Regions from separate parts of the Arabidopsis thaliana genome. Here region 2 is linked to region 1. The links are chromatin contacts, called in public capture Hi-C maps. All regions are on one chromosome and are shown on one strand. The core of a region is the stretch at or near the end of the contact, and the rest is flanking DNA. Distances in the headings are between cores, read along the strand shown. Region 1 holds the start of AT5G26680 (5'-3' exonuclease family protein). Region 2 holds the start of AT5G26622 (Beta-galactosidase related protein).

The links. Capture Hi-C pulls out chosen DNA fragments and counts their contacts.
Region 2: a contact with region 1 is called in a capture Hi-C map of seedling, with 4 times the contacts expected there. The contact joins the promoter of AT5G26622 here to the promoter of AT5G26680 in region 1. A contact is called at or near these places in 19 of 26 Hi-C or Micro-C datasets (callus, cotyledon, leaf and 5 more), 2 of 2 datasets of contacts at active chromatin or transcription factors (seedling and shoot) and 1 of 3 other capture datasets (seedling).

The regions. Positions count from the first base shown.
Region 1 is chr5:9,313,532-9,317,771 of TAIR10.1, reverse strand. AT5G26680 (5'-3' exonuclease family protein) reads left to right here and starts at 2,222. Exons shown (of 18, transcript NM_001343978.1): 1 at 2,222-2,325; 2 at 2,424-2,540; 3 at 2,616-2,674; 4 at 2,845-2,904; 5 at 2,984-3,037; 6 at 3,134-3,182; 7 at 3,264-3,311; 8 at 3,429-3,494; 9 at 3,616-3,666; 10 at 3,779-3,898; 11 at 3,978-4,062; 12 at 4,149-4,230. The coding sequence starts at 2,314.
Region 2 is chr5:9,355,593-9,359,893 of TAIR10.1, reverse strand. AT5G26622 (Beta-galactosidase related protein) reads left to right here and starts at 2,445. Exons shown (of 1, transcript NM_001036868.3): 1 at 2,445-3,941. The coding sequence starts at 3,003. The coding sequence ends at 3,890.

The DNA of each region.
Region 1 (4,240 bases), core at 973-3,472:
CTATCATTGTTTGGATTGAGTCTAAAGTAATCAAGGATGTCAAATTAATACACAACCATATAGTTTGTCAAAGAGTGGCAAATAAAATTTAAAATATTTAAGGAATTCTGTACCAATAGATCCTGCACAAGGAATATAGATCTCTTACTTAATTTGAATCATTCTTTTCAAAATTAGTAATTGTTGTAAGAAAAAATATAGGATTATTCTCGTTTCCTTGTCCAGGATAAGTTTAGGCCAATAAATCCAAAACTCTTTGACTAACCAAAATAATTGTCATAATTTATCGGTTTGAAACTAATGGCTGAGAGAGGAAGAAGAAAGAGAGTGGTGGGGCTGTTTGTAAATCCGATGCACATGTTACGCTCTTACAAAATAAACACTCCCAAACCGGTACGGTGCTATCTATCGTCCACTAAACTATGTACTTTTAATCACTGGATTTATTAATAATTTAATATTTACATCTTCATTCAATTTGATGCATCCAAGTTTTTATTTAAACTTCTAAGTAAACTATTAAAATTCAAAAAAAAAAAACTAGTAAACTACTATTTTACCATTGAACAGGTGATTTCCAAAAACAATTCGCATTTTATCTAAAATGTAAAGTTTTGTTTGATTGTTTTTTGTTTTTTTTTTTAATATTAAGAGGTTTTGGAGCGAAACCTATAATCTTTCTAGAACCGAAACTCGTAATCTTCCCAAGCCCAAAATCACAGTATGTAATATTAATTTTGTCTCAAACGTTATTCGAACCGATGACCTTTAAGCTTCGCGTAGGATCTTTACCAATTGAGCTAACTACCTTCGATAGTTTTGTTTGTTTATTATATACAATCTATTTTCTATATATATATACATATAATCCTTGCAATGTTTGGAACATTAATAGGATGCTACATAAAGTTGAAAGTTTTGGGGAATTAATTGTAAACTTGGGATGAAGGTGTTAACTAAGGACATATCGTTGTATTTTTCCGTGGTGCGTAATGAATATATGTACGTTTCTCCACAAAATCCTGTCGGTGAACGTCTTTTTTTAGCGTAACTATATTTAAATGATCACGTACCACCACCGTTTCTTATACTTACACAATGATTATATTTGTTGTAGATATCAATAATGTTGACGTTTAAAAATAAAATAAAACCCACGTATCACACCATTCACCACCATTACGTTCTTTGTTTTTTACTCCTTGACCCATTCGATTCCCATGCACGAATAATGAAACCTCCCATATTTATAAAATCAAAATGATTTTTTGGCAACTCAAGTACAGTTTCGTTTGCTAGATCTACATGATTTATAATCAAGTACACACTTTCTCTTTAGATTTCAATATCTACCTTCTTCTTTTTTAACTAATGAACCATCCCACACCGTGGTAGGATGAGAAAACCAAGAACAAATTACGATGCCAACTATATGTTTTCTTTTTTTTGTTATGAATGTTAATATCATTGAAATAATAAAATGAAAGTGAAAGATATTACGGAGAACATTACCTAAAATATTATAATTTTGGTAAAAATAATAAAAACAAGATCACGATACGATAGTTAGTTTTTTTTTTTTTTTTAATATAATATCAAATTAGATTTAAAAGAAAAAATACGTTTTTACAACTTGTGCTAAGTTTGTTTGAAAAGTAAACTCTAAAAACTTCTGAAAATTTTAAAGCTTTCTAAGAATCAGTGATAACTAGTCTCGAGAGTAAATCTAGTGTTGGTAAGCATCGTTATAACGCATGTCGCCTAAGAGAGTCGGATTGCTGAAATCTGATTTCGAATTTCTTTATCAACCCATAGTCAGGTTTGATGAGAACTATATGTTTTTTGAAGGCTTCAGATCCAAATCGGATCTTAGAATGGATTTGTCTCCAGCAAAAAAGACATCACTGTATTGGTAGGGAAATAAAATGCCAAAAGAATAGCATACCCTTACATATAACGAAACTCAGAACATTTATATGGGCTACATTGAACATTCTCTCTCTCAACTTATAACTTTATAGCTCCAAAAAGTATATAGTCATATAAGATGCATCTTAAAAGAGAGTTTCGATTCCACTAACATTTCTTTGGACTATGACTCATGGGCCTTAACTATATGATGGGCCTTAACAACCTGATGGGCTCATTAGGTTTAAAGGCCTCATAAAGTTAATCAGACTCTAGCGCCCACACGTGTTGAGGAGGCGGGAAAACAATTATCATCGCCGGCGTGAGGAGACCAAATTGGCAAAGTTCCCTGAGAGAGAGAGAGAGACAACACCTTCGCATTCGCTAACTTTCTCTGTAACCGCCATGGGTATTAAGGTCTGGTTCAAACAAACGATTACTTCTCGTTTCAGTTTTAGATTACGATTCCTGAATTCGATCTAATGTTTTGTGTGTGTTTTTGGTCGGATTTTTAGGGTTTAACGAAGCTTTTAGCCGACAATGCGCCTAGTTGTATGAAAGAACAGAAATTCGAGAGCTATTTTGGTCGGAAAATCGCTGTTGATGCTAGCATGAGCATTTACCAATTCCTCGTTCGTGCCCCTTCTTCTCCTTTGTATCAATCTCAATGAGTATAGTTTTTGTAATTGTGGTTGAATGTGACACAGATTGTTGTTGGAAGAACTGGGACTGAAATGCTCACTAATGAAGCTGGTGAAGTCACTAGGTTACTATTACTACTCTCTCTTTGTTTCCACTATTGTAAAGTTTGGATCTTTTTGTGTGATGTGTTATGTCTCTATGTTTTTTTTGTATATGTAGTCATTTACATGATGTTTAATCGGTTTGGATCTTTTTATGTGATGTGTTGTCTCTATGTTTGTTTTGTACATGTAGTCATTTACAAGGGATGTTTAATCGAACGATTCGTCTTCTTGAAGCTGGAATTAAGCCTGTGTAATGCTCTCCTCCTTTTACTTTCTCTGTTGGTGGAAAAGGTTCTCTTTTTTTATTAGTTCTGAATCTTTTGATGCAGCTATGTTTTCGATGGGAAGCCCCCGGAGTTAAAGAGACAGGAACTGGCTAAACGGTAGATTTAATTATCTGGAATGCTTCTTAAATTGAGTTTTAGTTAGACAATGGCTAAAGTGAGTTTCTGAACTGTTGCTTTCTACTCTTGATTCAGTTACTCCAAGAGAGCTGATGCAACTGCAGATTTGACTGGTGCAATTGAGGTTTGTCACTCTTACTTGCCTTGCCTAGCTTTATTTTATTACCGGAAGAGCATAAATTTAGAAGCTTTTCTGTGCTGATAGGCAGGAAACAAGGAAGACATTGAGAAGTACAGCAAACGAACTGTGAAGGTAGTATATTATTTTTTCATCTATGAATCGTTGGACTCCTTAGTTTTTATGGCATCCACTTCAAAGCAATTGAATCTAGGACTCGTATTAATATATGTATAAATTTCCACTCTCCAGGTGACAAAACAGCATAATGATGACTGCAAAAGACTCTTGAGACTCATGGGGGTGCCTGTTGTTGAGGTACTTATGTTATGTGCAGAGTCCCGAGGGTCTAAATCTCTTCTATTAACTCGTCTTTTTGTTTATGATATGAAATGGCTAAAAGTTTGAAAAGAAGACTGATGTTGCTTCTTACATACAGGCCACTTCCGAGGCTGAAGCGCAATGTGCTGCACTTTGCAAGTCAGGAAAGGTCTTAATTCTTTTGTTTGTTCTCTTTTTCGCGTTTAACTGTCAGTTTCAAGTGACCACTGTCTTCAATCTTATATGCGATGCTTCCTTATGAAACGCTTTTGTCTGTTTAGGTTTATGGTGTGGCTTCTGAAGATATGGATTCCTTGACTTTTGGAGCTCCTAAGTTTCTTCGCCACCTGATGGATCCTAGCTCCAGAAAGATCCCTGTCATGGAATTTGAAGTTGCTAAGGTTTGTCTCTCACACACACTATTCTTTCTTCAACGTATTAAGTTAATGAACTGATCCTTATATTGTGGTCTCGTTTCAGATTTTAGAAGAGCTTCAACTTACCATGGATCAGTTCATCGACTTGTGTATATTGTCTGGATGTGACTATTGTGACAGCATCCGAGGTATCTAGATATAGATCAATATTGTGTTATTTTCTCTGTGAATTGTAGAACGCAAGTTAGAAACTAATATGTATTTTGTGAAACAGGTATCGGAGGGCAGACTGCCCTAAAGCTCATTCGCCAGCATGGATCTATTGAGACTATACTCGAAAATCTAAACAAAGAAAGGTTTAATTCT
Region 2 (4,301 bases), core at 1,196-3,695, 42 kb before region 1:
CAGATTAATCTGTCTTGATGATTTCCTTTTGCCAAATGAAACTAACCTAGTAAAAACTAACGATATTATCTATAGTTAAATGGGAAAAGTGAAAAATATCCGAACTTACAAATTTTGGCTAATAAAAGATCCAAACTTAAGCGTTTTGACCAATAAAAGATTTTAACTTATTTATTGCCAAAAGTAGTTATCAAATTTTTTTTTTTCTAGCGAATAAGTTCTTAGGTTTACATGAGCTCAATTAGTTCATTGATCATTGTTATTCAAACTTAATGAAGTGTTTAGTTTCCACCAAAAAAAATAAAATGAAGTGTTAAGTTTGACTACCGTTATGTTTAGGTTAGTGACAAAAGTTATGTTATTAAAATTGATTAGTGTCAAAAGTTAAACCATGTTAATCTTTTATTTGATAAATTAGACGTACAGATAGAAAAAGTACGCATCTCATAACAGTTGAAAAACAATAAAATCATTGAAAAAAGTTTATGTTCCTATTTAAATAATTTTTAGTTTAATTTTTACAAAATTTGTTACGTTTTCTTTTAAAGTGAAAAGCTTTACATAAAACACAAGGATAAAAATTAATTACAATTTTAAGAAGACATAGTTTTTATAGATATTTTTTTGAACATGCTATAATTATTCGTTTGAACTTTTTTTTTAACGTGCTCGAATCAATAACCAGCCAAATCGTAATGTAATTTCTCGATCTATGCTATTGACCATCCATTCGAAACACATCACATTTTATAAACCAAGAAACATAATCATCTAAGAATAGTGCTATCCCATATTTCATGATTTGGTCTAAAGATTCTTCAATAGGGTTTATTTATGCTTAGACCTACAAGAAATAAAAGACAAGCTAGAGTAAAAGTAGGCTATAATAATTGTATACAAATTGTTCTGAAGTAACAGATTCATGATTTAAAAATCAAATCAAGCCCATCAATTTGGCTTTGAAACGCTTTGTGTCAAAATGGACAAGACATGACTTCCTTCGTGTCTTTCGTATTAGAACCAACCATCTAAAAGCTCTCTTCCTTTTTCTCTACCAACTTTTGTCTTCTATTTAATTTACCAAATCATGGGAATTAAATAATTAGATGAATAAAGGATCGGAATAACAAGTTCTATCGTACACTGTAAGAGCAAAAAGAAGACCGAAATCTTGGTTGAAATTGTTGTCGAAAGATCTCATTCACGAGATCACTTATTAACTTACGTCAAAAAATTATATCGAATCGAAAGATCTTTGTGATATTGAGTAACGTGAGGATTTTATTTTGGTTAAAGACTAACATATGTTGATCTTTGATAATCAAACCTAGTAAAACAAAACATACTAAAGGGAAAGAGAGACGATACATGCAATTAATGATTTCAATCCTCCGTTTAAGAAACTCTGATTTTGGTTAGAAACTATTAGCTATTCATTTTGGATATCGAAAATTCGTTTAGATCTCAATGCAACTAAGAATAAATGTGTGTAAAACAGAAAACGATGAAATCTCAAGTGAAGTGATATATCAAGGTTTTAATTTTTAACCGAGTTTTTGGTGTTTTATCATTGTGTTTTTATTCGAGTTTTTAGTGTTTTAATTAGTATATTAGAATGTTTTCAGGTAAACATATGAAAATGATGCAAAACTTGAGTCAAATGGTAAAAAGGATTAATTTTCTTGAACAAGACATTATACCGGTCCATGATTAATCAGGCTAAGACTGATCCACTCTTCAAAACTTCAGACCGGTCTAAGCAGACCAATTCCAAAAGCATTTATGAACAGTCTATCCTTTAGCAAGCCTTCCATTCAAGCCATAAGGCCGGTCCCAAAGATTGCTTCGTCTAATAAGAACACGTACGGGTAAAGACACACCTTTGAAGACCGGACTAAGACACCGAAACCAGCTCCGTTGCACCAGACCCGTCCAGTCCTCATGAAGTCTAATCCAAACAGTCCGAATCCAATAGACCTGTCCCAACTCCTTCACGCGGGACTAGTTCAGTCCGAGAAAGAAAGAGAAGGTATTCCTAATCTGTTTGGGACTTCGCCAAACTACCGACTCTAAGAAGATCTAGGCCTATTAGACGGATTTCAAAAGAGATGATTTCATACTCTTAAATTTAGAGAAGAGTTCCATAACACTCCTTTTTAATATTTTCGATTTATTTATGCATTATTCTTTATATTTATTTTCATTTTTTTACCAATTATGAGTATATAGTTTCATTATTGGATTTTAGGGATTCAAAAAGGATTCATGAATCATTAGTTTAGAATCATTAGATTAAGTAAGCATCTTAAGAGTTATATGTCTACTGTTATTCGTAATGCCGTAACTAGTTTGATCACCCAACTACTTATCTTATGTGAATTAACGCAGTAAAAGTGGTGGAATTGTTGGAAAATATCCTAGCCAACAAAAGCATTGTTTACGAAGTTTTGTGAACCTATCAAACTTAAACGTTTATAAATAAATATTTTCATGAAATCCAAACGAAACTTTAGGCTTTTAATTGGTTAGATATCTTGACTGAACTGTCAAGGAAACGCTCTCTGACCCGATAATCGATATCTTGATTGGTTAGATGGAGCTCGACTGTTCTCTCATCTCTTCAACCTCTGTTAACGATTCTCCTGCTGTTTTGGCACCCCGAAGAGCCAATCCTTACCAATTATCCCTTATCCTTCGAAGCTGCAACGTATGGGTTTGCTCTTCGCAGATCTATAAAGTTTGGTACGCTCTCGACTCCCTCTGATGCCCATCCCCAACGGAAACTACCGGAGCAAAACGGCGGCGGCGGCGGCGGCGGTTCTAACCTAATCCTTCTCCAAGTCCCCCGCTTGGGCCATTTGTCTTGCCATTTGGGCTTAGGCCCAAACCGTTTATTTCTACGGCCCAACTTCAAAAGGTGCTCTTCAATTTCATTTTTACAAAAGCCCAGGTATTGCGTGAAGCGTCTGTTGTCCTCTCTTAGCTTTAAGTTGTGTCGATTCATGGAGTCAATGGTTTGTGGACGCCACTTGATCTCATATCATACCTCTTTGCTCTGTTTGCTCAACATTTATCTGAAAACCTGCCCTTTAGAATCACCTAGAAGTTCTATCAAAGTTTCCCAAAGCTTGAAGAAGACTCTCTCGGATAGCTTACATTATCACGGCCGTTTGCAATGGTTGAGGCAGCGCGGCACTATGATCTCGGCTCCAAGGAGTGGGGATTACCGCTGCTTCCTCAACCATGTATCATCTTATCCTTTGCTCACCGTGTTCTCTCTTGTACAATTTGCCATGGTTCATTCGGCTATATTTGTGAAGCTCAGGTTTATGTTTTGTCTCTATGTGTTAGACCGACTACAAAATGTGTGTGGATTCCTTAATCTCCATGGCTCGTTTCATGTGAGAGAGGACCCACCGATTTTGTTACAGCTTATCACTTATCTTCTACAAACCCTTTGTGTAGCTTCTTCATATACATTGAGTCATGAGTTTGCTCTTTTGAAGATCTTTGGAATATCGTCCTTAACCCATCCATGTGACATCAACATCTTTGTCCAAACCTCTGCTAAAGCTCTACGTTGTGTAGTTCTCCTTGTGCAGACAAGAAGATTGCCGTTAGCCCCTTCATCAACGCCATTCCGTCTCTTGACATTGGCAATTCGTTCATCCAATGACTTGTTCTTGGAAGAAGCCTCGACAACCTTTGACCTCACATGCTCCACAAAGCTTCTTACCTTTTGGTTCAAAGCTCTCAAGGATCACTTGCCGAGTACCTCTTGTTACCTTGTTATTTTCCTTGTATTAACTTTGGGGTATGCCCTTTATTATTGTGCTTTCAACTTTGGAATTTCAGATTTCTCTTATCTTTATATTTGTTATCTTTTCTAATGGAATGAAAAGAAACTTTTGATGAAAAAAAAAGAAAGATATCTTGACTAATACTATGACAGTGACAGTAGACTAGGCTTGTTTATTGTTTTCATTTCTGAACTAGTTTTTACAATTCCCTATCGATAAATTCTGGTTTAATTAATTGATGATACATGGAGATTGCTCTAATGACAAATTTACATGTTATTTTTGCCTTGATTTTTTTAGTTTATTTTACTTATAATATTCAGCGCGCAATAATATTTTGTTTTACATTAATTCAAATCTAAAAGATTTGTAGTGCGTGGCAAATAGTTTATGTGGATTTGATCCCTAAACATTGTTGTGATTGCATGTACATTCGAGGGTTAATTTTCTACATTCTAGGGTTAATTTTCTATCTAAAACAAACAAAAAAAAATCCTTTTG